Linked DNA regions of Mus musculus: all the other regions are linked to region 2. A link is a contact called in public HiChIP or PLAC-seq, Micro-C and promoter capture Hi-C data. All regions are on one chromosome and are shown on one strand. The core of a region is the stretch at or near the end of the contact, and the rest is flanking DNA. Distances in the headings are between cores, read along the strand shown. Region 1 holds the start of Arid1a (AT rich interactive domain 1A (SWI-like)). Region 2 holds the start of Stmn1 (stathmin 1). Region 3 holds the start of Trnp1 (TMF1-regulated nuclear protein 1). Region 4 holds the start of Rcan3 (regulator of calcineurin 3). Region 5 overlaps Pigv (phosphatidylinositol glycan anchor biosynthesis, class V). Region 6 holds the start of Gpn2 (GPN-loop GTPase 2). Region 7 holds the start of Zdhhc18 (zinc finger, DHHC domain containing 18).

Region 1 (3,145 bases), core at 127-2,626, 710 kb after region 2:
GTGGTTTTTGAACAGAGGTTCTTTCAGTCCCTGGAGCCTCTTCTGTGGGCTGTTTACAGTCTTCCAAGGTACTTGCCTTTGAAGATTGGGCTACTGGCCATTGTGAGCTAGGTTCCCTTAGGAAGTGCTAATGGAGCTTGGTTTGCCTGGAGGACTGTCTTAAGCCCCCAACGCATCAGTAGCCACCATTTTAAGAGAAGTGGTGGGATGACCACGTTTGATTTTCAAACCTCCTGACACTGATCTGATCCGGTGGTTGGATTTGTTCACAACGTAAGTGCCTTTCTTTTCTCTTTTCCTCCTTTTCTCTGGCTAAGTAGACAAGATGCGGCTTCGGCCACTCACTCCACTTTTTATAGCCACACACTTCTGCCCTCTGACTTTAAGTGACCTGGGCAGTCCCCTCCCTTCAGTCTGTTGGTAAAATGGGGGGGGGGGAGATAATCCAGACCTCATGCCCCCAGGGCCTTGTCAGAGAGGGCTAATGAGGGCAGGGCACGGGAGAACCGATAGTTTGAACAATGGTCAGTCCTCCTTTGGGGCTAGCCAAAGGGGGGGAAAAGCAGGGCTCGCTCAGCTGGGTCTCTAGAGCAGGTCTGCAAAAGGCTTTGAAGAAGAAAAGTGCTGCGGAGGTGCTAAGTCGCAGCCAAGAGCCCAGGCCCGGTGCCAGGGGGTCAGGTCCCGGCCGCGGCGGCCGCGGTTTCGGGCTCAGGCCAATTTTGCAGGCGCGGGTAAAGTTCACGCGGCCCGCTCCCTTTGGAGCGGCCGGGAGGGGACAGGCCAGGCTGGGAACGCGGCGAGCGAGGCGGCGCAGGCTCCGGAGGCGCGGGCTCCGGGCCGGGTTTTCCCCGAAGCCTTCGGCGGCGGCGCAGCCGAGCGAAAGAGGCTGAGGGCTTGCCGCCGCCGCCGCGGCTCCTTCTCTCCCCTCCTCCTTTGTGAGGGGAAGGGAGCGAGTCCATTCCACGGCCTGCGCCCGCTCCGCGCTCCAGTCCTGGTTTTTCAGGCGGCCGCGACGGCGCTGGGTAAAATGGCAGTGCTGAGCCTCGTGTCGGAGTGAGGGGGACTCGGAGGAGAGTGGGGCGCTCTAGCTGCTCAGTCCCGCCGCCCGCCCGCCCGCTCTCTCGTTCGCTCTCTCGCCCGCCCGCCCGCCGCCAAGCAGCAGCCTCGGCCCGAGCCGCGGCCGGGGAGGCGAGGCAGGGCGCCCGCCAGAGCAGCGCTCCTACTCTGCCTCCCGGCGCCCCGTCCGCCGCCGCGCGCCCTCCAGCCCGCCCGCCCGCCCGCCCGTCCCGGGTCCCCCCTCCCCCCCCGCTCCCTCCCTCCTTTCCCGCCCCCTCCCCCTCGCCTCCCTCCCTCCCTCCCTCCTCCTTTCTCCGGCAGCAGAAAGCGGAGAGTCACAGCGGGGCCAGGCCCTGGGGAGCGGAGCCTCCACCGCCCCCCTCATTCCCAGGCAAGGGCTTGGGGGGAATGAGCCGGGAGAGCCGGGTCCCGAGCCGCCAGAGCCCGGAGCAGCTGAGCCGCCGGCGCCTCGGCTGCCGCCGCCGCCTCCTCCTCCTCCTCCGCCGCCAGCCCGGAGCCTGAGCCGGCGGGGCGGGGGGGAGAGGAGCGAGCGCAGCGCAGCAGCGGAGCCCCGCGAGGCCCGCCCGGGCGGGTGGGGAGGGCAGCCCGGGGGACTCGGCCCCGGGGCGGGGTGGGAGGGGGGAGAAGACGAAGACAGGGCCGGGTCTCTCCGCGGACGAGACAGCGGGGATCATGGCCGCGCAGGTCGCCCCCGCCGCCGCCAGCAGCCTGGGCAACCCGCCGCCGCCGCCCTCGGAGCTGAAGAAAGCCGAGCAGCAACAGCGGGAGGAGGCGGGGGGCGAGGCGGCGGCGGCAGCGGCCGAGCGCGGGGAAATGAAGGCAGCCGCCGGGCAGGAGAGCGAGGGCCCCGCCGTGGGGCCGCCGCAGCCGCTGGGAAAGGAGCTGCAGGACGGGGCCGAGAGCAATGGGGGTGGCGGCGGCGGCGGAGCCGGCAGCGGCGGCGGGCCCGGCGCGGAGCCGGACCTGAAGAACTCGAACGGGAACGCGGGCCCTAGGCCCGCCCTGAACAATAACCTCCCGGAGCCGCCCGGCGGCGGCGGCGGCGGCGGCAGCAGCAGCAGCGACGGGGTGGGGGCGCCTCCTCACTCGGCCGCGGCCGCCCTGCCGCCCCCAGCCTACGGCTTCGGGCAAGCCTACGGCCGGAGCCCGTCTGCCGTCGCCGCCGCGGCGGCCGCCGTCTTCCACCAACAACATGGCGGACAACAAAGCCCTGGCCTGGCAGCGCTGCAGAGCGGCGGCGGCGGGGGCTTGGAGCCCTACGCCGGGCCCCAGCAGAACTCGCACGACCACGGCTTCCCCAACCACCAGTACAACTCCTACTACCCCAACCGCAGCGCCTACCCCCCGCCTCCCCAGGCCTACGCGCTGAGCTCCCCGAGAGGTGGCACTCCGGGCTCCGGCGCGGCGGCGGCCGCCGGCTCCAAGCCGCCTCCCTCCTCCAGCGCCTCTGCCTCCTCGTCGTCTTCGTCCTTCGCACAGCAGCGCTTCGGGGCCATGGGGGGAGGCGGCCCCTCAGCGGCCGGCGGGGGAACTCCCCAGCCCACCGCCACCCCCACCCTCAACCAACTGCTCACGTCGCCCAGCTCGGCCCGTGGCTACCAGGGCTACCCCGGGGGCGACTACGGCGGCGGGCCCCAGGACGGGGGCGCGGGCAAAGGCCCGGCGGACATGGCCTCGCAGTGCTGGGGGGCTGCGGCGGCGGCGGCGGCGGCGGCAGCGGCCGTCTCGGGAGGGGCCCAACAAAGGAGCCACCACGCGCCCATGAGCCCCGGGAGCAGCGGCGGCGGGGGGCAGCCGCTCGCCCGGACCCCTCAGGTACACAGCCGAGCGGGGAGGGGGCTGGGGCCAGCGGGGCCGGGGGGTGGGCTGGGTGGCGGCTGCGGGGAAGCAGGCCCCGGCCGTGGGCTCCCCTCGGGCTTGGGCCCCCACTGCCGGGGAGCTGCCATTGTCTGGCTCTTCTCTCTTAAAATGGCTGCCTGTCTGCCTTCCTCTCCTTCCCTCGATCAGCCTTTGTGTGGGGCTTTTCCAGGGGTGTCTGTCCGGTTTCTCCTCCTCCGCTGGTCCTTTC
Region 2 (2,798 bases), core at 175-2,674:
TGTCTACAACTCATTGTGCAATTGAAATACCCACCCCTGCTTTGTCTGTGTCTGCCACGGTGAATAACACCCAAGCTGGCAGCCAATGATATTCAAGTCCTATTGTTCCTAGGGTTTAAGCTACTAGCCTCACAGTGAGAAAATGAAGTTGTATGAACCTCTAGGTTTCTTTTGAGGGCAGGGTCTACTTAATCCAGGCTGGCTGTAAAATTACAATCCTCTTGCCTCAGCCTCCTCAGGGTAGAGGGGTGGGGTTTAGCCCACTGGGTTAACACTTAACATTTGCAAAGCCCTGGGTTCCATGTTCGATGCATACATGGGCGGGGGGGGGGGGCAGCTTCTGAGTGTTGAGATTACAGACAAGCGCCACCACACCCGCCTGAGGTTTGTCACATTTGATGCCTTATGTCGCAAACATTTTTTTCAACAGTTCTCGAGTATTTTTTTTAAAAAGATCACCATTCTTTTAGCCCCGAAGCGTATGACTAAAGGTTCCAAACACTAGACACTGCAAAAACGAAGCAACGAAAAAAAATGCATTTATCTGTAGCAGAGCACCCAACGCAGCAGACTACACAGCATGGGCGTGGTCCTGGCCCAGGCGGGCAGGCTGGCGGCCCGGGCCAATCAGAACACGCCCTACGCTCCGGCCCCTGGCCCCGCCCCTCGGCTCCCCGCGCCTTTTCGAATCTCCGCGAACCTCTCCACGCTCGGGAGCCCGCGCGCGTGGGCAGCGACAGAATGGGCGGGGCCAACGGTCCTCCGGGGTGGCCCCGCCCCTCTCGGGCTGGCAGCGCGCGGCCGTCTGCCCCCCAACTCCCGCCAAAAACACCTCGCGGACACGCAGCCCTGGGGTGGCTGTAGAGGGCTCGGTCGCACGGCCTTCACCCACTGACGGAGTGCCCAGAGCTGTCCGGGACCACCGCCCCGAAGCCCCGGGAGACCGGGCGGGCGCCGCCCCTCAGCAGCACGAGCGCCCCCAGCCTCGCTCTCCTTCAGACAATGGGGACCCCCCGAACAGCCGCGCCCGCCGGGCGGTAGATGCAGAGGACGGCTCACGCCTCCTATTGTCTCCACGCTCGCACCCGGGCTAAAGCCCAGCGCTGGCCGCGCCCCCTCCCCTCCAGCCCGCATCTCCAGGGAATAGGGACAAAAGCCAAGGCTCCGCCCGAGCTCCACACAAAAGACCAACGCCCCCCACCCGCTGGGGCTCGGGGTCTCCGCCCATCTCCTGTGCCCGGCTGGGGGACCCGCCGCGTTCCCGGCTGCTCCCCAGCCCGCCGTAGCCTCCGCCTAAGCCAAGCCTGCACCCACCTGCTCGGTCCGAGCCGCCTGGCCACACTCTGAGCACCAACAGACCTGGGCGCGCACAAAAGCGCCAAACAGCGGCACGTGACCCAGACCAGGCGCTCCGCATTGGCTGCGGGTGACGGCACGTGCCAGTCCCGCCCCGAAGCCTGGAGAGCACCGCCTCTCTGGAGAGAAGCATTTCGGGAATTGTAGTCCGGGCCAGGGGGGCAGGAGGACAATGCTAGGGGTGGGGCACTCCTGGTGGGGGGTCTCTCTAGGTGTTAGCCGGGACTAGCGTGGGTGGGTGGGGTGTCTCTGATCGGAAGAGCATTTGGCTGCGGCCGCAGGACTGAATCGGTTATGGGACTCTCTTTAGGAAAACTGCAGGGCGAGGTGAGGAGCAGGGGAGGGGTCGGTCCTAACCTACTTCTTTTAGACCTCGACCGACTGGACTCTACCTCTACCCAGCCATAGGAGTTTATTTGGCTCCCTAAGCAATATCCCTTTTGATGCCATACCCCTCCCGGTCGCCTAAAACGCCCGAAACCCTGTGACAAGATAGTGCCACTCCACGCCCCTGCACGATCCTCTACCCTCGGTGTCCTATCACGGACACACGGCAGCTTGTCACCTGTAGCGCAACAACGCAGTCCCTAACCCATTTCCTACTGGCAGATTACGGGCGTGGTTCTTCCCTTGGCCACTTGCATTCTACCCTTCAGCCTCCCGAGCTGGAAACACTGGGATCTAGGCAGGACAGCGGGAGGCTCTGGAATCTGATCTTGGGTTTAACAAAGCCACTAAGCTTAAAGGCAGACTCCATCTGGACTGCTAAAGCCTTGCGGTGACAGGAAAGGGAAGGGAAGAGCGATGGCAGTTCTAGATACACTTTGCTCCTTTTGTTCTGAAAGCACGTGCTCCCTAGAGCGGGGCTGGGCTCACTTTGAGAATGTAAACAAAAGGAGCCACAAGGTCACGGTTCCCTCTGGCCGGGATAAAGCAAAACTATAGCAGAGACACAAAGGAAATTAGCGTGACCCTGTCTGTCTAAGAACCTCTTCTCTCTGCTGACCAAAGCTGTGTCCCCACGAGGTGGTCATTTCCCCAAAGCACCTGCTCAGAAACTCTTCATTGGGTTTACCATTTTATTAATGGATTTGGTCTCTCAAAAGCCAACCCATACATACAACAGCTTCTGTGGAAACAATCCTAATTTTAAAACAATCCTACATCTGCTTAACCAAGAGGGAAGCACCCGAGATAAAATACAATAGGCATACAGGACAGTGAAAACTGTATTGTGCAGACAACGTACAAAGCAAGCAATTGGCAAAGTACAGTTGTCTGGAATATGCTTATAGAGGCATATTTTCCAGCAATTGCCCTTGCGTGGGGTCAGTCTCCCTCTGCCCCCGCCCCAGCCAGTCTAAGTGGTTCTTGCTTAGCATGTGAACAACAGGAGCCAGTTCTGCGCAGTGGAAGGCTTTTCCCTCTCAGAACGCAGTCTC
Region 3 (3,036 bases), core at 343-2,842, 970 kb after region 2:
GCTTTGTTGTTTCTGGTTTTATCTGGTGCTGGGGATTGAACCCAGCTTTACTGAGGCACACTACCAGCCCCTCCTCGTAAATATGCTTTCATCATCTTTGCCCTCTTAGAGAGACCAATATCCAAGGTCTCTGGAAGGATTTGCAATCCAGATCTGACAGGTTCCCTGGAACTAACCAATGGTGGGGTTTCCCCACATACATACCTCCCTTTTTTCTTCTTCCTTTCTTTTTTTCCTTTTCCTTTTCTCTCAAGACAGGGTTTCTCTGTGTAGCCCTGGCTGTCCTTCTTCTCTGGGATCTACTCCTGTTCACTGAACACCCCTTTACTACCGTGAGTCCTCCCGTCCCGCTTCTCTGAATCTAACTCCCTTCACCCTCCTTCCCTTGCTCTGGGAGCTGCTTCTGTGGAGATTTGCTGTCAGAGTTCCTGTCACTTAAAAGGCACCTGTAAGCACTTAGAGTTGGGTGGACCCGTGGGTCGGAGGGACTGGGGCTTTCCTCCCCCCACTAGTCAGATTCCTCTTCATATATTTTGACCCTCAGGGCTGGCCACACCTTTGGCAGATCCTTTGAAACCCGAGGACCTGCTGCAGTCCTTCCCAATGGGGTTCAGAGCTTCCTTCCTGCCCTGGGGACCTTGCCCTCTCCTACCGTGAACCCCTCCAATCTCTGATGGCGCTTTCAAATAGATACAATCAGAGGTAAAACCCTTGGTGTCTGGGCCAGTACTTGGAAGGGGAACAGAAGGGCTATTTGTGCCGTGGGGAAAGTGGGCAGAGCTAGGATGGTTAAAATTCGAGATGTGGAGTCGTGCTTGGGAATTGGAGGAATCCACGTATCTCAAGGGCTCTGATGAATGGTTGAGTTTGTTCGTTCATTTCCGTCCAGACTCAGCCACTGTCCTACAATTTGACATTGAGCAGGGCATCGCGGCTTCTTCTGAGTTTCTTTCCCCCTCCATTTGAAAGATACCAGGACGTGTCTTGTGGGCTAGCAGGTGCACACGCAGGCAGAGTTGGAGCTGGAAAATAATTTTGCACACCTTGGGGTTTTCTAAGGGCCCCACGAAGGTTGGCGGACCAGGAGCAGCGGCTCTGGTGTTTGTTTTGCAAGCTAAGTGCCTTCCTGGTATGCGAGTAATCCAGTCATATGCCCATCTTCCAGTGGACACCAGTCGTCTCTCTGCCTTAACCACCCCATAAGCCCAGAGAGATGGGCGGGAAGGGCATCCTAGGAGACCCGGAGCGCTAAGTTCTAGGCTAGGCTCTCACTGTCACGCGGGCCCGGCAGAGGAGCAGAGGTGACGCCCAGCCATTCTGGGTAGAGACTGAAATGTATGACTTTTAAACATTACCATCGAATTTTTCTGAGGTGATTCCAGGCGAGGAAAGTGACCGTCACTTATCTACCCCAAATTTGGGATGATGCCCAAACGGAGCCAATCTGGGAGAAAGACAGGGAACTTGAAACACTTGGGGATACGCTCCTTGGCGGGAGGCAGGGCAGATTCAGGCACAAAAGTCTCGGATTGGCTGTGCTGCCATCGCTCCGCCCCATGTGCTATAAGATGCTGGGCGGCGCGTGCGGCCTGGGTGTGGGCTCTGCGGCCGCCTCTCACTAGTCTCGTGCCCAGCATCTCTCCTCCCCACGCACCGACAACCCTGGGCCGCCGCGGGGCGGGGGATGCCGGGCTGCCGAATCAGCGCCTGCGGCCCAGGGGCCCAGGAAGGGACGGCAGAACCGGGGTCGCCCCCGCCGCCACCCCGGGAGCCCCTGCCGTCCCTCCAGCCCCCTTCCCCATCGCCGACCTCGACTCCGACCCCCACTAAGTCACCGCCCTTACCCGAGGCGGCCGAGACACCCGTGGAAGGGCAGGAGCTGCAGCGCTGGCGCCAGGGTGCTAGTGGGGGGTCTGGGGGCGCGGGCCCGGCGGGGATCGCGGGCGCGGCGGCGGGGGCAGGGGGCCGTGCGCTGGAGCTGGCCGAAGCGCGGCGGCGACTGCTAGAAGTGGAGGGCCGCCGGCGCCTGGTGTCGGAGCTGGAGAGCCGGGTGCTGCAGCTGCACCGAGTCTTCTTGGCTGCGGAGCTGCGCCTGGCGCATCGCGCCGAGAGCCTGAGCCGCCTGAGCGGCGGCGTGGCCCAGGCCGAGCTCTACCTGGCTGCGCACGGGTCCCGTCTCAAGAAGGGTGCGCGCCGCGGTCGCCGGGGTCGTCCCCCGGCGCTGCTGGCGTCCGCGCTCGGCCTGGGGAGCTGCGTGCCCTGGGGCGCAGGGCGGCTACGGCGCGGCCAGGGCCCGGAGCCCGACTCGCCCTTCCGCCGCAGCCCGCCCCGCGGCCCCGCCTCCCCCCAGCGCTGACCTCAGTACCCCGGACCCCTGGCTTCCCGAGGCAGGCGAGTCTCCAGGTGCGGGAGGACAGACGGACGGACGGATCCAGGTGCTGGCCAGATGGACGGCGTCATCTACGCGGAGGAGTCAGCTGGGGGTCCATGGGGGGCCCTGAAAGTGACACTAAGGTGCGGTGTTGTTGACTGGTGTTATTTTGGATACAGCGTGTGTCTGTGTTGAGGAGTGTAGGATCCGGGATCTTCCATGTCTGGGCGGGCATCTGTGGAGCCCTGATAGAGCTGTCCTTTTTTTCGTGGCTGGTTAGATGACAGTGCCAAGTCCCCTTATAGAGATGAACTAGTGGAAGGTGTTCGGCTTCCGGAGGGATTTGGTGGCAAACTTTAACAAGCTGGAGCTTGCTGCAATATTGCAACATCTGCTCCCTCACCTGTGCTAGTGTGGTCTCTCCTGGGTCCCCTGGGACTGTAAAAACCCTGCCCTCAAAGTTGCTGGCTTCTACACAGCCCAGCTCCATCCCTTGCAAGGAGAAGAAGAAGAAAGTCCCAGGATGGAGGAGGGCTGGCTCAGGGCTGTATGACTGGATTCTCCTCTGAGTCTGTGACTCCCATTGGAGGAGACAGATACCCGGAGAGGTTGAAGGTTTGTCCCCATCATACTTAGGTCTCTCTGCTTCTAGGTCCCAGCGTTTC
Region 4 (3,019 bases), core at 56-2,555, 970 kb before region 2:
TCTAGCCATCTCACCAGCCCAAGGGGAAACATTTCTATGCTTCTTGATGTGAGTATAGAAGTCACTCTCCATAATTCTTTGATGAAAAAGTGAAGAACTTGACGTGTTAAGTCAAGTTTAATCAGGAGCCTCAGGGTGGAAAGCTGCAGAAACTTCCTAAAGCAAAAGGGATACAACACTGTGATCCTGTGGGGGACACTATGGGAGTCACTCTGACGAGGATGCTATGCCCTGCATTTTGTGCCCATGACTCTCACCGAGTGACAACACTGTGTCCTTAGTTTTGACCCCCTTGTTTCATTTGTCCTATGAAGGGTCTTGCGTAAATGACAAAAGCTGATTTTCTATTTATTATTTGTTTATTATTCAGAAGGGCAGCCGTGTGGAAGTCAGAGAACACTTGCAGGAGTTCTCTCCTTCCATCACGTGCGTCCGGGGTTGGGAGCAAGGACCCTCAGAACTGAGCCATACGGCCTGGATAGCAGAGCAGAATCCTTCTAGCGGGAGCTGAGAGTTCTCCAGCTCTGTACCGTTCATCCAGTTTGTGAGCTGGAAGAGGGCACAGCTCCCTGACAGGCTGGTCTCAGCAACAGCAATTAAAATTAAAATGCCAGCCAGCCTCGGCGCTACTACTAGCCTAAACCCTGACCTAGACATAATTAATGTTCCATTATCTCCAAGGGAGATAAGCAAGACTGTGTGGAAAGGCAAACGCAAATATCATTAATATTGTACATCTGTGCTGGGTGCAATGGAGGGAGGGATGGGGCGCGCGCAGTCACACACCTGGTGACACCCATAGCACAGCCACGTCGCCATCGCCTCTACTGGGCGACGGGAGCTGCGGGGCGAGGTCGGGCACATCCGGCTGCCAGGTTCCTAGAAGGCTACCCCGGGTTAAGCTCACAGGAACCCGCCCCGAGAAGGTTCCTAGTATCCCGGCTAGCTGTTCCTGTCACTGTCACGTGAGGTCAGCAAAAAGAGAGAGAAAATGTTTCTTGGGGGCGGCGGATACCAAGGGGACATCAAAAGTCCCGTTCTGGAGGTCAAGGAAAGCCTCTGCCTTAAGAGTGCCGGCCCAGGGGGGGTGGGAAAAAAAAAAAAAAAGAGTGCCGGCCCAAGTCCCTCAAAGCCAGTGCCAGCCAGCCAAGAGGAGCAGGCGAATGCGCGCGCGCAGAACCCACCCCCGCCCCCAGAGCCCCGCCCACCACTCGGCGACTCCCGCCCACCCAGCTGTCAGCCCCGCCCTCCTGTCTGTGCGCCGGCGCAGCGCGCCCCCTGGGCGCGAGGAACCCAGGGAGGGCGCGAGGCGCGCGGGCCCGGGAGCGCGCGCGACGCTGGCAACCTCGCTCAGCCCTAGGTCACCGCCCGTGTCGCCGGCTGAGGCGGCCGCTGCGGCCCGCGTTGAGGGCGTGGTGGCTCCGGGTGGTGAGGGTCTGTCCGCCCCAGGCCGCGCTCGTGGGCATCCCCCCTCGGGCCTCTCCCCTCGAGCGCACAGGTGAGTCTCCCCTTCGCAGGGCGGGGCCGGGTCGCGGCCGCTCGGAACAGGTTTGCAGCAGCTCTGGGTGATGGATCCCCAGGATCCCTGAAAGTTAAAGCAGCCTCAGCTAGAGCAGCAGCTGCCCAGATCCTCCAGGAACCCCCTAGACGTTGCTAAGGACCAACCGCCTGATGCCCAGGATCTCCCCCAGCAGCTTCGGGGTAACGTCCTGCAAAACAACCCTCGCCCCCAGGTCCTTTCTCCTCCACCAGCAATTTCTCCACCCGCAGTTCGACTTTTTGAAAGATGTCAGGCCCAACCTGGCCCCCCCCTCCCGGAGGGCAGGGAAGGTGTGGCTAGTAAAACCCTCCTGGCAGCAGGTGGAAGCCCCACTCCCCTCTCTCCTCCCCTCCCCCAGGATGCAGGAATCCTCGTGCTTCTCTGCTTCCCTGGCATCTGGAAACTTGTCCGCTTCCTCTTGAACCCTTCAATAGCTGTCTGTTTCCAGGTTGTGGGGTTCCAGCTTCCGTGCGAAATCTCATCATCTCCTCTGGGGATTAAGATTCTAGCGGCTCACGTCCATGTTTCAGATTCAAACTAGGATTATGTAGAGTGATGTTTTATTGTAGGGTTTAAAACCAAATATATATATATTCGCGTCCCAATATTGAAGGCTATCTAGGACAATACATTTACTTGAACTTTTCGTAGAAGTCTCTCATCTACTAGTTGGCCAGAGAAGTAATTGACCATCTGTAGCTATGATTAGTGATTACTTTAAAATGTTATTTTAAGAACTGGGTGTGGCACACGTTTATAATATTAGCAAGTGGGAGACTAGTCTGGACTACATAATACGGTCCTGCCCAACAAAACAAAATAAAACCTATCTTAACACAATGCCATTACCTCTAGTCCAATATATCAATATGTAGTCCTATGAGATGGCTCAGCTGGTACAGACAGACACACTTACTGCAAAGCCTGACAGTTGGAGTTCCCGGATCCCGGGGATCAACATGGCAGGAGGAGAGAATCAGCTTTTGCAAGTTGTCCTTTGACTAATACCTGAGTGTTGCTGAGGCCACAGTCAAACACACATATAAACATTCAATAAATATATGTTAACAAAATAGTGTGCCGGGGGCGGGGGATGTCCACTGTTAAGAGCACCTACTGCTCTTGCACAGAACTGGGCTCTGAGTCCTAGCACCCGTATGTAACTTCAGTTCCAGGTGATCCCACCCCTCCTCTGACCTCTGAGGGCTTATGCACACACCTGATGCATGTACACAAACTCAGAAGTAAGTAAAAGGGCAGAATTTGAGGAATATATTAAGTCTCAGAGTCTGGGTGTTTATGCAGCATGCACAGTTGTTCATTTTGATGGGGATTTCACGTTAGCGTTCAGTTATACATTGGATGTGGGAGGATTATGAAAAAGATGAAATCAGTATCCTGTTACTCTTCACTGCAGCTTTCCAATTTGCTTCATTGGCAGCCAGTTTCCAAGAGAGGAGCTTTTAGTGTTTTGGGGGA
Region 5 (2,809 bases), core at 90-2,589, 810 kb after region 2:
TAGTGACAGAAGGAAGAGGGGACAGACAGCCTGCTCTAAGTGAGAGGTTTCTGAAGGTGGTTGTTTTCTTTTTTTTTTTTTTTAAAGATGTATTATATTATATATGAGTACACTAGCTGTCTTCAGACACACCAGAAGAGGGCATCAGATCCCATTGCAGATGGTTGTGAGCCACCATGTGGCTGCTGGGAATTGAACTCAGGACCTCTGGAAGAGCAGCCAGTGCTCTTAACCACTGAGCCATCTCTCCAGCTCCCTGAAGTTTTCTTTATGATACTGGTGTGTGTGTGTCTGTGTCTATCCTACAGACTGTGAAAATCTAAATACTCCTTTTGCAATGAATTACCTTTTTCTGGAGGAGGGGTAGTCAGGGGAGCTAAGACAAGGTCCCTCTGTGTAACTCTGACTGTCCTAGAACTTGCTTGCTATGTAGATCTGGCTGGTTTTGAACTCAGAGATCCTCCTACCTCTGCCGAACTAGTTTCTATAAATTATAGAGGGTTGAGGCTAGAACTCCGTAGTAAAGCACACGAGGCCCTAATTTCAGTAATAAACACCACTTGGATCAGAGCACAGGGTCTGAATCTTGGCTCCCATTCCTCACTTTCCAGCTGTATGATCTAAAGCCACCTTCAGAGCTTTTGCCTTCTCTGAAATTAAGGAGGAGACTTCTTCCCTGGGGTGTGATTTAGGCCTTAAATCTTGAGGCTACCTTAAACAAAAGATAAATGGAGGCTCACAAGTGGTCTAATGGGAAAGTCCTCCTTTGATCAATTGGAAACAGCCTCCCCCCCACCTCTGGGAACAACTCGGAATAGAAGCTGTCGTGGAGAGTAATGACACCTGGTGGAAAAGGGTAACCCAGGGTGACTGGTTTTCCATTCTCAAAGATCACACTTGCATGAGTCAGAGGCACCTACCCCACAGCCTTGATGGGGGAACCTTGTAGCTAAGTCAGTCCAAGGTTGTCTACTGTAGCATCTGCCCTGCTTCCTGGCTCCCTGTGGTTACTAAGAGTAACCCTGCCCCTGAGGAAGGATGACTCCAGGATGCTGAGGCTTGAGGTGAGCTTGAGGGCAGCTACAGAATAAGACCCTGTATAAATGAAAGACAGTGTCCCTGCTGCGCAGCGTTTGTGCATTCTTGAGCCAGGTAACTTTGGCTCGGTGTCACCATCCTTACTCCCCATTGGGCCAAAAATTCCAATAAGCAGCATTCTTCAAAACAGATGGCAGTCAGCAGTGGCTTCTGGAAAGCTCGGAGTTGGAATTTGGACACACTCCCTCCGACCGTGACAGAAAGCTCAACTTGCCAGCTGAAGGGAAGCTCCTGGCCCAGGCCCAGCACCCTCTGTGGGAGCCTCCAGCCAGCCTGGCCAACGAGCATTCCCACCCAGCACCACAGCACTAGCACAGCCAAGCATTTGGTCCAGAGTCAAATGCTACTGAAAATGTACACACAGATTGGGGCAGCCCTCTGCCTTCTGCCAAGACACCAAGTGCCCTTCTTGGCAAAAGACAACACCTCTCCCCTAGTGTGTCCCTCCAGCTGGCAGACTGCAGCCTCTTCCCCAGCAGCTGCAAATCCTAGGACTCCCCCTCCCCCTCCAAAAAAAAAAAAGTGCGTGGGAGGAGCCGGGATCCTTTGGTCTCCCTCTCTGCTCCACTTTGCCTCCGTTTGGAGGGTAACCAGAAGTGATTGTTCCTCTCCTGGGAGAGGTGACTCACCCCCTACAGAGCAGCTTCAGTCTCCCCTGTTTTGTCCCTAGAGCCATCACTGAAGAAACCCTACACCTGGGCACCCCGGCTAGGTAAGCACACCTGGAGAAGGCCGGGCTTCTGGCCTGGGAGGCTCACGGCTCAGCTTGTAAGGAGCGGGCTGACTTTATGACCAGCAGCTGTCCCTTTACCGGCCTATTAACAGTCTTTAATAGTCTGAAGGAGGACCGTGAAGGGCCCAAGGCCGGAGCTTCCTGTTTCCCCGAGGTCTAAGAATGCCACAGCTGGGTGGGGCGGCCACGGTTTCAGAGAAAAGTCATTTCCTTCCAAGACCCTGCTAAAATACAAACCAGACACTCTGAGGACCCAGAAGTGGATGTCTTTTTGTTCTTTAATGGAGGTGGGAAAAGGGGAAGCTTTGGCGGGTCTCTAGTAGTCCCACTGGGGTGGGGCAGCGGAAGTCTGGGTCTAAAAATGTAAAGTGTGGAGGCTTAAGTTTTTAAAAGGATTCTTTTCACCAGTTGTTTATTAATGCCTGTTTTGGACTAAGGCAGGCCTAGCCACGCCTCCTGTCCTCAAGTGTTGCTGGCCAGTGCACCGGAGCATTCATTAGGGAAGTGGTAAATTCTTTAAAAAGCAACATTTTAGTGTGTGTGTGTGTGTGTGTGTGAGTGTGTGTGAACATGAACATCCTATAGCCCACGTGGAAGTCAGCATTGCCCTCTTGTTGAGTCTTAGTTCTTTATTATGCTGTCCTTAAAACTGGGCATGTCAGGCCTGAGGACAAGTCCCTTCCCCCACTGAGCCCTCTGAGTGCTGGCCCAGAAGTAGCAAATTCTGAGGCATAAAGGACATGTTTTGCTATCTTTCTACTTAAATTTTTTTTATAACGAGGATGAATTAAAGTTTTAATTTGAAGATGGTGTGGTGCACACGTGCAGTCCCTGCCCTTGTGAGATGGAGCAGGAAGATTGTGAAATCTAAGCCTACTGTGGTGCACACCTTCAATCCTAGGACTCGGGAGGCAGAGGTAGGGGGGATCTCTGTGAATTGGAGGCTATCCTGGTCTACAGAGTGATTTCCAGGACATC
Region 6 (2,953 bases), core at 21-2,520, 880 kb after region 2:
CATGTGCCTGCTTGAGACAGGGCTTGATGGCCCAGAACTCTTTCTGCCTCCACACCACATTGCTGGGGTTACAGGCCTGAGATATTTTCCTGCCTCTTGTTCTTAATTTTTTTTTTCCAAGACAGGGTTTCTCCGTGTAGTCCTGGCTGTCCTAGAACTCACTCTGTAGACCAGGCTGGCCTCGAACTCAGAAATCAGCCTGCCTCTGCCTCCCAAATGCTGGGATTAAAGGCGTGCACCACCACCGCCAGGCAACTTAATTTAAATTTAATAACATCATGTCCTCCTCCAAGAAGATAGGGGGCAATTTTACCATTTTGTCCTTCCTACTATTCTGGGGACCAAACCCAGGGACTGTGGCCTCTGCTTGTTAGACAAGTTCTCTACCACTGAGCTAATCTCCAACACCTCTTCCAAGGTCTCTTGCACAGTTCCTGCAGTGGACAAAGGGTTCAAATCACACTGCACCTACCTCTCTACTCTTTCATCACACTTCTGAACACCAACTAACCAATCACTAAGCCACTTTCTGTGTAGTCACTTCCACTGTTTTTAAAATTGGGAACTGTCACATTCATTTTAGAGATGACAAAACTGAGTGAAAGGACTTTCCAAGACCATGAAATGAGTTGGGGCCGAGCTAAAATTCTATCTCAGAGGCTTTAGTTCTGCTTCAAACTTAACTCAGCCGCTATCTCCCAATGTAACTTGGGGGCGTGGCACCTATCCGCCTCCCGGTCTCAGGGATTCCTTCTGCCCGACCCGAGACACACCCTGAGGTCCCACTGGGCCATTTGGGAGAAGATGCTGCGTAGGGCGGTGTGGTGCGTGCAGAGCTCCACCTGGCCGGGGCAGTCGAAGAGAAAGTAGTGGCCTCGCAGGGGCTCCAGCTTGGCGCGCAGCCAGTCCAGGTTGGCTTCCAGGTACTCCATGCAGTAGAGCAGGCCACCGTTGGGCCCCAGGCGCAGCGCGTCCATCACGTCGCCCAGCCCCACCAGCTCGCCCACGTCCACCGCACACTCGTAAGGCAGTCCGTCGTTAGCGGGGTCCAGGTTCACCACCGCCACGCGCCGCCCCAGAGCGCGCAGGAACTCACTCATGCCCAGGCAGTACGTGGTCTTCCCCGAGCCCGGGGGCCCGATCACTGCCTGCCCGAAGGCCGTAGTCGGGGCGGCCCCCGCCATGGGTGGAGCTGGCAGCCCACGGGCGCCTCACCAAGTAAACTCAAGCAGAAAAACGAACAAACTACCCGGCAAGGAAGGGAAAAGTTCCGACTTCCGGATTCCGCCGGAACTTGTCTGGAGAGGAAGTCCCACCCACACGGCCACGGCATAGGCTGTGGTCACGCAACCGCACACCTCCGGTTTTAAGATTTCCCCAGGCTTCACTAAGGCAGATCTCCATGCCGGGTAAACTGGTTTATTCTCGCACCGATCCGTCTCTAGGCAGAGGGTAGACGTGGTAAGGGACCGCGACGCTCTCTGGATCAATTCTCTGGTCCCCTTTCCCAGCTTCACGGAGCTCTTCAGACAACCCTCAAACCCGACTGGACGGTGCCACAGGCAGTCCAGATCTTCACTGTTCTGGGCAAACCCAAACAAGCACTAGGGCCTGGAGACCAAGGGAAGGCCTTTAGGCACAAACACCCCAGGAGACGGAGGGGCTTTTGGTGATATCATCTTTGAGGTAGAGAAACTGGGCATGCTCAGGGCTGCTCCCAGGCTCTGGGCTGCTTCTCAGGTCCACAGGGCAAGATCCAGGCAGAGGGCTAAGTCCCTGCCGCAGAGTGATCCTGACCAAGGACATAGGCTCACTCGGGCTCAGGTCTGTCCAAGGCACAGCTAGAACCCTTCACAAAAGTCATATCTGTCCGAAACTTCATGCTGGTGGGTGGCTGGCGCCGGAGCAAGGTCTCCCCCTGGTCTTGGGGCAGAGGCTCATCATAGATGGTGGAAATGAGCCCCAAGCCAGTTCGACGGGGCCTCTTCAGTTGCCTAAATGGCTGTAACTTCTCTCCATGGTATCTGGATAAAACAGAGCTCTTGGTGAGAAGGCTGCTCTCTTCAAAGCCCAGTAAAGAGGTTAGCAAGAGACAGGAAGTAATTACTACATATCTGGTTTGTTCTATCAGAGCGGTCTCATGCTCATAGCACAAGAACCCGGGGCAAGGACACACTCACTCCTGAGCCACACCTCCAGCACCAAAGACAAAGCATTGTCTCCAAATTCTGCTCTCCAGCCTCTGGAGAGGAGTGTCAACTATCAGGGACCTGGGAATTTTCATTTCCACAACAGACTCCCTTATGAAGCCAAAACCCAGACTTGAGGAAATGACTTCCCTGAGGGCCCCGTGATCCTTTAAGTTGTAGGATTGGGTTTAAAATGAAAATAAGGACAGTGTCATCTATTTCTACACCTGCTGTGAAGCTGTTCATTTAGAGGGGCCCACACCCACCTCAAAACAATGGCAAGAGGGAAAGCAGACAGCAGCACAGCTGGACAATGGCCTAGGGAGCCCCTCAGGTGCACTCACCCCAAGCCGCGCTTGCATCTAGGATGCTGGCCATCTCCATCCAGGGCCTCAGGCACCCCGGAGCACCTGCTGCCCAGGCCCTGGCCTTCAGCCCAGCCCTGGCGCTCCATCACCTTCCGGCCGATGCCCTGCAAAGGAAGAAGCGAGAGTCCAGAGAAAGAAGTGGCTCAAGTGTGGCAGGGGTGCAGGCTCCATCACTTGGGAGATGGAGCAGAGATTTAAGTTCGAGGTCAGGCTGGGCTACATATGAGACCCTGCCTCAAAGGATGTAAGAAGAAGAGGGAATGGTTGGGAGGCAAAGGCAGGCGGATTTCTGAGTTCAAGGCCAGCCTAGTCTACAAAGTGACTTCCAGGACAGCCAGGGCTACACAGAGAAACCCTGTCTCGAAAAACCGGAAAAAAAAAAAAAGGAATGAAGGG
Region 7 (3,166 bases), core at 655-3,154, 830 kb after region 2:
TCTGATGCCCTCTTCTGGTGTGTCTGAAGACAGCTACAGTGTCCTCATGAGTGAACTTAGTAACCACACAACAGAATTTATATCAGGCTGTTTTGAGATTTCCTTTGCTAATGCAATTAATCTAAATGTCTTCTTCACTTTAGCCTCAGGCGGATTCTTCAGACAAGGGAAAAAAGCAGCCACATTCTTCACCAAAATACCACAAAAACAGTCTCTAGGCCACGCATTAGCAGTCTTCTCCTCTGAAACCTCCTGAGCCAGGCTTCCAGAGTTCAAATACCATCAGCAACAAAGTCTCCCGTATCCCTACGAGGGTGGCCCATTAAACCCCACAGAAAGCACTCCACTGCTTTCCAAAGTCCTAAGATCCACATGTCTCCAAACAAAAGCATGGTCAGGCCTATCACAGCAATACCCCACTTCTAGTACCAACTTCTGTCTTAGGGTTTCCATTACTGTGAAGAAACACCATGACCAAGGTAATTCTTATAGAGGAAAACATTTAATTGTGCTCTCATTACCTGGGCCAAGCATATTCAAACCATCACAGTGGTTAAGAGTACTTGCCGAACAATCATGGGTGCCCCAGTTCAGACCCCAGCATCTACCTAACCATTTAGGTATCTTACAGTGAACTTCGGCTCTGAAGGATCTGAGACCTTCTTCAGGCCTCCATGCATACGTAGGCCTGCCCTCTCGGTCTCCCCACGTGCACGTTCAGTCACACAAACACAAATGATCTGTCTTAGGGCAGGTGGAGCAGCTCAGTGCTAGAGACAGGGGTTGCCCAGCTGGTGAGGTCCTGGGTGGGATACTCAAGTATCCCAAAAGCAAAACAATCCCTGTTCTTTTGTTTTGTTTTTCGAGACAGGGTTTCTCTGTGTAGCCCTGGCTGTTCTGGAACTCACTCTGTAGACCTGGCTGGCCTCGAACTTAGAAATTCGCCTGCCTCTGCCTCCCAAGTGCTGGGAGTAAAGGCGTGGGCCACCATAGCCAGCTAGCAATCCCTGTTTTCACAAATGGATGCTAAACTCTCCTTGTCAGGTTCAGGAAGTGCACAAGTCCTTCAGAGAAACCTCGCTGGTGAGCCACTGCAATGAGCTCTAGTAACTTTGGGTGGAGTTTCAGCAAAACTCCCAGGCCTCCAGTCACATCACGAGAAATAAGTTCCACCATCAACTTGAATGGTTTGCAAGGAGGCTGGACCCCATTTGCTCCAGATAAGACTGCCTGATTTAGCCCTATGAGCTTTGGGGGTGATGCATGTAAAAGAATTTGCTAAAATATTTCTGGACTTCCGACCTGAGTCCTAGAAAATATAGTGTGCGCGTGTGTGTGTGTGTTTTCAGCTGAAACAGGGACTCACTTGTAGCCCAGCTCGTTGCAAATTCACCTTGGACCTTGGCCTGAAGGTCCTTGAACCCTACTTGTCTCAGTCACCAGGAGTTAGCCCACCCCAGTTCCTGGTTGGTTAGGTCTGTTGTGAAAACACCCACCTGAAAAAAGTTTGGGGCCCTTAGGCATGATCTCCATTTGGGGATTATCTAGAACCCAGGGTTGAACCTAGGACAGCAGGGAGGGAAAGACTAAAGGATATTTCACTCACACCCCTTTAGACACTCGGAACTTTCAAAGCACCCTTACCAGCTTGCCCTCAGAGGTGGGCGAGCCTGGAGTGCCTGAGCTGTCCCCTGAATCTCTGACTCCTAAGGCAGGGTCTGAGAGCACCGGCAGCTGAGGGAGCCCTGGAGGCCGCATCTGCAGAGCCCGGGCTGGGCGCAGGAGGCGCTGCGGAGCGAGCCGGGGGCGGGGCGGCAGCGGAGAGGCCAACCCGAGCGAGCCTGCCTGCCCGCCCGCCAGCGCCGCGCGCGCCGCCGCCACCTCCGCTGCTCGGCCCGGTCCCGGAGCGGCCGGGCGCGGAGCCGAGGCCCGCGGCCGGCCGCATGAAGGACTGCGAGTACCAGCAGATAAGCCCCGGGGCCGCCCCGCCGCCCGCCTCCCCCGGGGCGCGTCGCCCCGGCCCCGCCGCGCCCCCTGCTCCAAGCCCCGGGCCCGCGCCTGGCGCGCCGCGCTGGAGCGGCAGCGGCAGCGGCAGCGGGAGCCTGGGCCGCCGGCCCCGGCGTAAGTGGGAGGTGTTCCCGGGCCGCAACCGCTTCTACTGCGGAGGCCGGCTCATGCTGGCCGGCCACGGCGGCGTCTTCGCGCTCACGCTGCTGCTCATCCTCAGCACCACCATCCTCTTCTTCGTCTTCGAGTGAGTTCGCCCACCCCCACCCCGGCACTGCGTCCCCGGCCGCCGCTCCTTCCCCGCCCGCATCCGTGAGCCCTCGGGCCTCCGCCCGCCGCCCCGGAACCCCGGAACCCCTTCTCGCCACCCGGACCTTGGGTGCCCCGCCCGGGTCACCAGCTTTTGCCGGGTCCCTCAGGTCCACCTGCGGTCACTCACTGGCTGGTTCTTGCCTATCCCAGGCTCTTTCTGACCCTTCTAGGCGTCTTTCATTCCTGTCCTCAGACAAGTAAGTTTTTGTGTCCTTTGGCTGTGGACACCCTACCATGAATTTTTCTAGGCGTCCTCTCAAGTCCCTCCAAGGTTCTACAGGGTCCTGGCTCCCACACCCGCTTTCCCTCAGTCATGGTCACCCTAGGCCCGGAGGCAGTCCTCCCTAAAGCATCTCTGGGCCTCTCAGACAGGCCCTTCTCTCTCCAGCACTTTCCTTAGTTTCTCCAAAGCTTCTTCCCGACGCTCTCTTAGCTCCCTAGTCCTCTAGGTGTCTCCCACCCTGCCCTGTCTCTTTCCCCTCCGGACACTCTGCATCCCTCGGTGGCGGTCCACCACCGGGACAGCGGGCGGCATCAAGATCCTTTTCAGGAAAGAGACCTGAGTGCTTTCACACGGCCTGTCTTATTTGCCCCTATGGGCTTCTGACCTTTTCCCAGTGACCTAGGGTTGGCCTACACTGTAGCTCCGTTTTAGGACTGAAGGATGGAGGAGTGGCTGCTTATAGTTTTCTCGGGCCACTCATGCATCCAAAGTTTCCACCCACCCTCAGCCTCTAGCTGGAGTCACTTGCCCTGTGACTCCTTGAGGGCACATACACCCCCACTTGAACGCACCCGGGGTGAGTCCCACCTTTCCCTCCTACTTCTTCCTATTGGTTTCTTTTAT

What was found. Promoter capture Hi-C pulls out the DNA fragments that hold promoters and counts their contacts. Hi-C and Micro-C count contacts between places; a contact is called where the count stands out from the background. HiChIP or PLAC-seq counts read pairs in DNA pulled down with a chosen protein or histone mark. Capture Hi-C pulls out chosen DNA fragments and counts their contacts.
Region 1: a Micro-C map of embryonic stem cells shows a contact between it and region 2, with 4 times the contacts expected there. The contact joins the promoter of Arid1a here to the promoter of Stmn1 in region 2. A contact is called at or near these places in 1 of 484 Hi-C or Micro-C datasets (embryonic stem cells) and 1 of 115 datasets of contacts at active chromatin or transcription factors (pancreatic cancer cells).
Region 3: an HNF4G HiChIP or PLAC-seq map of pancreatic cancer cells shows a contact between it and region 2. The contact joins the promoter of Trnp1 here to the promoter of Stmn1 in region 2. A contact is called at or near these places in 1 of 39 promoter capture datasets (liver), 1 of 484 Hi-C or Micro-C datasets (B cells), 1 of 115 datasets of contacts at active chromatin or transcription factors (pancreatic cancer cells) and 1 of 9 other capture datasets (pancreatic islet).
Region 4: a contact with region 2 is called in a promoter capture Hi-C map of pancreatic islet. The contact joins the promoter of Rcan3 here to the promoter of Stmn1 in region 2. A contact is called at or near these places in 3 of 39 promoter capture datasets (erythroid cells, liver and pre-B cells), 1 of 115 datasets of contacts at active chromatin or transcription factors (pancreatic cancer cells) and 2 of 9 other capture datasets (liver and pancreatic islet).
Region 5: a promoter capture Hi-C map of cranial neural crest shows a contact between it and region 2. The contact joins the enhancer-like site here to the promoter of Stmn1 in region 2. A contact is called at or near these places in 3 of 39 promoter capture datasets (cranial neural crest, hippocampal neurons and pre-B cells) and 1 of 115 datasets of contacts at active chromatin or transcription factors (memory CD8 T cells).
Region 6: a contact with region 2 is called in a promoter capture Hi-C map of pre-B cells, with 4 times the contacts expected there. The contact joins the promoter of Gpn2 here to the promoter of Stmn1 in region 2. A contact is called at or near these places in 6 of 39 promoter capture datasets (the 3T3-L1 cell line, hippocampal neurons, liver and 2 more) and 1 of 115 datasets of contacts at active chromatin or transcription factors (pancreatic cancer cells).
Region 7: a promoter capture Hi-C map of liver shows a contact between it and region 2, with 3 times the contacts expected there. The contact joins the promoter of Zdhhc18 here to the promoter of Stmn1 in region 2.

Annotation. Positions count from the first base shown.
Region 1 is chr4:133,752,216-133,755,360 of GRCm38.p6, reverse strand. Arid1a (AT rich interactive domain 1A (SWI-like)) reads left to right here and starts at 1,376. Exons shown (of 20, transcript NM_001080819.2): 1 at 1,376-2,892. The coding sequence starts at 1,750.
Region 2 is chr4:134,466,946-134,469,743 of GRCm38.p6, reverse strand. It overlaps Stmn1 (stathmin 1), which reads right to left and starts at 1,424. Exons shown (of 5, transcript NM_019641.4): 1 at 1,315-1,424.
Region 3 is chr4:133,497,106-133,500,141 of GRCm38.p6, reverse strand. It overlaps Trnp1 (TMF1-regulated nuclear protein 1), which reads left to right and starts at 1,592. Exons shown (of 2, transcript NM_001081156.2): 1 at 1,592-2,514. The coding sequence starts at 1,685. The coding sequence ends at 2,356.
Region 4 is chr4:135,432,091-135,435,109 of GRCm38.p6, reverse strand. Rcan3 (regulator of calcineurin 3) reads left to right here and starts at 1,305. Exons shown (of 5, transcript NM_022980.4): 1 at 1,305-1,498.
Region 5 is chr4:133,659,186-133,661,994 of GRCm38.p6, reverse strand. It overlaps Pigv (phosphatidylinositol glycan anchor biosynthesis, class V), which reads left to right. Exons shown (of 4, transcript NM_178698.5): 4 at 1-570. Among named protein-coding and RNA genes, the nearest start is that of Pigv, 12 kb to the left of the region's middle. Within about 2 kb of position 1,339, at least 348 of the 459 cell types and tissues checked have an H3K27ac peak or open chromatin away from gene starts, as enhancers often do. A contact at or near this core is called in memory CD8 T cells and pre-B cells, where this site is marked.
Region 6 is chr4:133,582,690-133,585,642 of GRCm38.p6, reverse strand. It overlaps Gpn2 (GPN-loop GTPase 2), which reads right to left and starts at 1,270. Exons shown (of 5, transcript NM_133884.2): 1 at 774-1,270. The coding sequence starts at 1,184. It overlaps Gpatch3 (G patch domain containing 3), which reads right to left. Exons shown (of 7, transcript NM_172876.2): 6 at 2,534-2,661; 7 at 1,401-2,024. The coding sequence ends at 1,811.
Region 7 is chr4:133,632,167-133,635,332 of GRCm38.p6, reverse strand. It overlaps Zdhhc18 (zinc finger, DHHC domain containing 18), which reads left to right and starts at 1,904. Exons shown (of 8, transcript NM_001017968.2): 1 at 1,904-2,254. The coding sequence starts at 1,944.